Linked DNA regions of Nomascus leucogenys: region 1 is linked to region 2. A link is a contact called in public Hi-C data. All regions are on one chromosome and are shown on one strand. Each heading gives the region's core, a stretch centred on a gene start, on an enhancer-like site or on the middle of the called end of the contact. The rest is flanking DNA. Distances are from core to core; before and after follow the strand shown. Region 1 has its middle 23 kb from the start of ARAP3. Region 2 holds the start of PCDH1 (protocadherin-1).

What was found. A called contact is a pair of places that touch in the nucleus more often than the background predicts.
Region 1: a Hi-C map of an unstated tissue shows a contact between it and region 2, with 2.9 times the contacts expected there. The contact joins the enhancer-like site here to the promoter of PCDH1 in region 2. A contact is called at or near these places in 2 of 4 Hi-C or Micro-C datasets (a lymphoblastoid cell line and an unstated tissue).

What each region holds. Positions count from the first base shown.
Region 1 is chr2:37,009,670-37,012,592 of Asia_NLE_v1, reverse strand. No RefSeq gene overlaps it. Among named protein-coding and RNA genes, the nearest start is that of ARAP3, 23 kb to the left of the region's middle. Within about 2 kb of position 1,637, the one cell type or tissue checked has an H3K27ac peak away from gene starts, as active enhancers do. A contact at or near this core is called in a lymphoblastoid cell line, where this site is marked.
Region 2 is chr2:36,833,418-36,836,438 of Asia_NLE_v1, reverse strand. PCDH1 (protocadherin-1) reads right to left here and starts at 1,416. Exons shown (of 5, transcript XM_030827336.1): 1 at 1,241-1,416. The coding sequence starts at 1,280.

The sequences.
Region 1 (2,923 bases), core at 388-2,887, 180 kb before region 2:
TGCCCTTGTCCCAGGAAATCTTAGCCTCTCCTCCCTCCTTTCATCTTTCTCCTTCGAATTGCAAAGCTGCCCAAATAAACAATAGCCTGGTACTGCTGAAACAGCCCCATCTCCTGAGCTCAAATTGTAAACTTTGCCTCTTCATACCCATACTCCTCCACCCTGGCTCAGCCCAGCTTTGAGGGCAGTGCCCCTGAAATCCTGGGCATCTGACACCTGAGTGCTGTAGTCCCCAGCCCACAGCAAGCACTGGCACTCCCCTAAATCTTTCCAGAGCCAAGACCCCTCCCGCCGCCATCTCAGAGCCTCACTTGGTCAGAGCGGCCAGGGGAGGCAGGATCGATGTGCAGAGAACTCCGTAATAATCCCAGCGCAGGCAGCCAGGCTGCCGTATGAAGAAAGATTAAAAACTCATCGGGTTGAGATGAGGAAATAATTCAGCTGCTTGGCCACGGTGGGAACGCCTAGGGCTGCAGGTGCTAGCCGGAGTACATGTGAAGGGGTGGCCGGGACCCAGATGACAGCGGCTTTCGGCCTTGGGAATCTGCACTCCCCCACTTCGTTCCACCCCCAGAGCCACCTTCCTTTGCTGCCTGCCTTGAAGCCAAGGCTGACAAATCCCAGTCCCCCAGGGAGCAGTGAGCGGGAGGCAGGCTGGGGGAAACCGAGGGAGCACAGTTGCTGCCTAGCTCCACACCCTGGTTTATTTCCTCCGCAGCACTGAAATTATTTTGCTCATTTATTTGTTTACTTGTATGCTGTTTCCTCACCTAGACTATAAGCCCCGCAAGGCCAGGAACCTGTTCACCTGTGTATTGCAGTACCTCCAGCCCCCAGCCTACAAGAGGGACTTCTTAAGAACTGTTGAGTAAATGAATGCATGGATTGGAATCCTGGCTCTTGCTGTATGACCTCGCTGAGCTTCCGTTCTCGTAGCTGTAAAATGGGCACGGTAGTGGCTTCCAAAGGAGATCTCAGCCCAGCGCCAGGCTTCTAGGAAGCGCTCAATTGAGGATTTTGTTACACTGATGTCAAAAGAAAATGGAAACCGTGTCTGCCGCGTGAGGCGCCATCAGGGGGCGCCCTTGTGCAAGGCGCTCGGCGTGCTGCGCCTTCCGCAGGCTCCCGGGTGAGCGCATCCAAGGCCGCCCCCACTCCCCGCCCCCACCTTTGGGAGGCTTATCTCCTCCCCTCTCCGTCCCGTTCACACGCCCACCCTCACTCCGCGCGCGTCCCCGCTCCGGGGACCGTCTCCGCAGCCCCGTGCCCACCCTTCCCCACCGCCAGGCCCAGACTCCTTCCGCCCACGCGGCCCCATATGCTGGAAAGAGCCTCCCACTCCCCATCTGTCAAGCCACTTCCTTGTCCCCATTCCCGGCTTCGCCGCTGTCCCCTCCTCCAGGAAGCCGGTCCTGATTGAGGGGCGGAGGACTGCCAGCCTCGCCGGTCAACCGCCCAGTATCCCCGTTCCCCCAACCACAGGGCTTTGGGAAAATGCCTGCTGCCCTGGGCGGATGACCCCCAGTGCTGAGCTCTGAGCCTCGAGTCAGGGTTTGCGAACAGATGCGAGAACTCTCTGTGCGCTTCAGACCTGTGGGGAGACCCTGCCGAGGAGAGGAGTGGGAGGGCCTGCGCGGAAGGACCCCTTGTGTCAGGGCCGGCTGGCTGGGGTTGGGGAGCGGGCTTCGGGGCACTGCCGGCTGTTCGCCTGGGGGACGCAGGGCTTGGGGAGCGCGGTACAGACAAACACAGGCTGCTTTTCTCGCCCGAAAGACCGGTTTCATTTCGCAGATTGATTATTGCTGCGTGCGTGCGTTCGTGCGTGTGTGTGTGTGTGTGTGTGTGTGTGTGTGTGTGTGTGTTTGGGCGTTGTTAGTTTTTTAAAAATGTAACTTGCTTGTCTAATGAATGTTTGATTGCACCTACATCCGGAGGGTGTTTTAATGAAAGGTGAAGGCTCCTGGAGGGAAATAAATAAATAAAGGATCGCTCCCCATCCCTCGGCACCCGCTCCCCCGGCAACTCTCCATCCACAGCTATCTTCTGATGCCCATGCCCTCGCGGAAGAATTCTGTTCCTGTTTGAATGTTCCCATGTAAATGATGCTTCTCTCCCAGGGAAATCACACCCTTCAATCGGTCAATCTCAGGGCTTTTATTAAGGGTGTGAAGGGGAGATGAATGGGGAGAGGGAGCTCTGGGGGAGCGGAGAGAGGAGCGAGGAGGCCTCCTTTCCCGCCGCAGGCTGGACTGGGTTTTGCTCGCTTGGTGAGTGCACACCCACTCTGCGCCAGGCTTTGTGCTGAGATCCGTGGACACGGAGAAGGCAGGCACAGGGTAATGCCAGTGCTATCAGTTCAATTCAGCAATTATTTGTTCAGCATCCCAGTACCACATTGTGACCCTGGGGGATTCGCTGAACCTCAGAGAGCCTCAGTTTTCTCATCTGTAAAATGGAGATTATAATCATATTTATCTCATTATGTGTTGGGGGATTAAATGAGAGAGTGCATGGCACACAGTAAGCACTCAGGGAATGCTAGCTGTTATTATCTGTTATTATCTACTATGTAGGTAGTAGTGTGGCTATGGGAAGGCAGAGTGGTGTGGAGCACAGACCCAGGAGATTATTAGAGGGTGGATTTAAAAGTGCATGCCTCTTAGAGGTAGAATGTCTACGTTTAGGCTCTGTCCCATTGATCAGTCAACTGATAATTACTGACTGCCAGCATACCAGCCACTGTTCTTCACTTTGTGGATACAGCTATGAGACAGGTAAATCTGGTCTCTGCACAGAGAGCTCATGTCTAGTAAGGGAGACCTTACTAGGTCCATAAACAGCCTGGCCACAGGGTGGACAGAGCCGTAACAAAACAAGCCCAGGCAACTGTGGGAGCACAGACGAGGGGTACTTCACCCGACTT
Region 2 (3,021 bases), core at 167-2,666:
GGGAGTGGGGGTTGGGGAGGCGCCGACTGGGAAGCCGGCAGGCCGGCCCAGGCTTCCCGCTGTGCCGATATTTACAGTAATAATGTCGCGATTAACGTGGCGGGGCGCTTGGGGCTCGCCGAGCGACCCCGGCGGCTTCTTCTGCCTGAATCTGGACTCCGAGGGAGAGGAACGGAGTGTGTGTGTTTGTGTGTATGCGCTGCAGGGTGTAATGTAATGTGACACTGTTGGTTTGAGGTGTGTGTGACACCCAGTGTTAAGATGGGTGAAGCAGTGTATTCTGTGTTTGTGACCGTGAGGCGCTGCTGTAGGTGCCACTTCCTGTGTTAGGGTGTGTGCCATCAAGCGTGTGCTGAGATACTGGGTTGTGTGTTTGTGTGGGTGCAGTAGAGGGGTGCAAGGAGACCTGTGCTGTGTACCTATGTTCTGGCCAAGAAGTGGGTAAGAAGATATATGTTAGGGTGTGTTCCTTAAAGGAATGTGGGGGGTGGCTAGGTTTTGAGGGTTCATGTAGTGAACTGTGGCTGTGACACTCGTACATGAGGGCACGAGATTGTGTTTGTGTGTCCACGTCGCGGGGTGTCACACCCGGTTGTGTTATTGCTCTGTAAAGCCACGGGTTGTGTGTCGGTGCTGCTGATCGTGCAGACACTGAAGCGGATTCTGAGCTGGTGACGGTGCCCCAGTGGGCGCTGGTGTGCGGGAGGTATGTCTGTGTGCACATATGTACGGATGTATGTATATGTGTATATATGTCCACGGTCTGGCCCTCTGGGTGCCCGCTGGAAGCTGGAAGCGGCTGAGTGAGCCGAGCTAGTTGCCCAACAAGTGTGTATGTATGTGTTGTGGACAAGGGTCCTTGCTTGCTCCGTCCTCCGGGAGACCCCCACCAAACTGGGGGCCGCGCGCTTCCCCAAACCCATCCTCCACGCCGCGCGCTCCTGGAGTCTCCCTATCTCCGTCTCTCCGAGCGCGCCCAGGTTCGGGACGCGGGGACTGGGGTTCTGCTCAGCACCCCCTCCCCTCCCTCGGCTTCTCGCCGCAGACCTGGGAGGCCGGAATCCCTCGGCCGCATCCCCCGCTCTGGGCTCCCAGCCGCCCCCACCTCAGCCCCCTGGCGCCGAGCTCGGGCTGGGCCCCCGCGGCCTCGCTCCGCCGAGCGCCCCTCCCTCAGCTCCCGCCGGCCGTGACCGCTTCGGGCCCCAAGCCGCTGCTGCCTCCACCGCCGCCGGATCCTTACCCGCCTCCGGGCAGCGCCGGCCGCCTGCCCCGCTGTCCATGAGCCGCCGCCGGCCCCGGCCCGGGCTGCGGCTCCGCACGGCTGGGGCTGGCGCTGCGGTTCGGGCTCCGGCTCCGGCTGGCTCTGGGCGCAGCAGCCCGGCGGCTTTGCGTCCGCGCCGCGCTCCCGCTCCCCGAGTGTGTGAGGCGGCGGCGGCGGCGGCGGCGGAGCCAGCAGAGAGCGGAGCGCACAGCCCGGCCCGCCCCCTCCCTCCCCCCTCCCTCCCGGCCCGCCCGCCTCCCCGCCCCCCCGCTCCGGCCGGGAGGTGGAGCTCGGGACCGCTCTGGTCCGGCTGGGAGGGGACCCCGAGCACCGCTCCCCAAAGCCTGGACCCCTCCCTTTGCCATCTCTTTACCGCCCGAGGCCCCAGTACACAGGCCGTCCCCTCCTCTGCGCTTCACCTTACACTTATCCCACCCAAGCCTCCATCTAGGACTGCTCCTGGATTCCCCTCCTTACCCTACTCAAACACCTGTCCCTAGCTCTGTCTGCCCGCTGGGAAGTCGAGGCAAGGGAAGCGCCTTCTTGCCTGGGCACCTGCTCCTCCATATCCACCCTTTTCCCGCCCAGATCCCGGATCGCCCTGTGTGGCCCTCCCTTCCCGCTGCGCTCGGGGAAAGTTCACCCCTCCCCCTCCGGCCGAAGCCGCAGAGCGGTCAGCCTCGGTGGCCGCAGCAAGCCGTGGGGGTGGGGCTATGGAGGGGACCGTGGGAGGAGGAGGCTAATGGCACCCGGGGGCTCTAGAGTGAGGGTGGGGAAGATACACAAGCGTGAAGACGAAGTGCTGCTCCTGAGCTTAGGCTATTCGAGGGTCTCCTGATCACCTGCCCTCTGGGGGGCGTAGTGCTGCGGCCACACGTATTTGCCAGTGACTTACAGTATACAGTCACCGGGTCCCTGCCCCGCGAGGCCGCCCAGTGTCACGGCCTGTGTCACACGCCCTTGCAGTGCCACACGCTCCCTATCACACTCACCAAATCACACACGGTGTCACACGCAGTGTCTCACACACTCCAATACTCGGTTTCTCCCATTCAGCTCTGGCTCTCTGGTGCCATCTAGAGGTCTCTGAGCAGCTTGGGAACTCCCTCTCCTGCGCTTGCGGTTTGGTAACCCAGGCTGCCAAGTGTCCCAGTTCAACAGGACCTCCTGCCTTCTTCGCCTGCAGGCCCAGGCAGAGTGTTCTAGGTCAAAAGAATGAGGAAGGTTATCCCTAGCCAGGCCTAGTGCTGGGTGAGGAAATGCTCTCCTTATGGGATGACCAGTTGCTGGGCCTCTTTTTGCCATAGCCTCTGACTCCCCATCTCTGTCCTTCCCCATTTTCCTGTTCCTACCACTCTTCTGTGCCTTTCCTCTTTCTTCTACTTCCTTCTCTTCTCAGCTCTTGCCTGTCTCGGTGGGATGCTCTTCAGGATAAAAGCGGAATCTCTGGCTAGCTAAGAGGGCAAGCAAACTCTGTCCAAGATCTCTCCCAGAGCAGCCCCGCTTAACTGGACTCCTTTTCTGGCCTATGCCCTGCTCTATCCCTCAGGCCCAGGAGCCCAGGGGCGGGGCTCTAGATGGGAGATTGGGTAATCTGGTGAAAGAGGGGGGTGGGTCTGTCCTGTAAGTAGCTTCTTTCTGTCTCTAGAAAGCTCATACTCTCTACATCACTGAGCACAGCTCTGAGGAGGGAATCAGTGGCCCAGAGAGAAGAAATCTTCCGCAGAAGAGCTGCCCCGGTCTCCCTGCCCCCAGCGTGT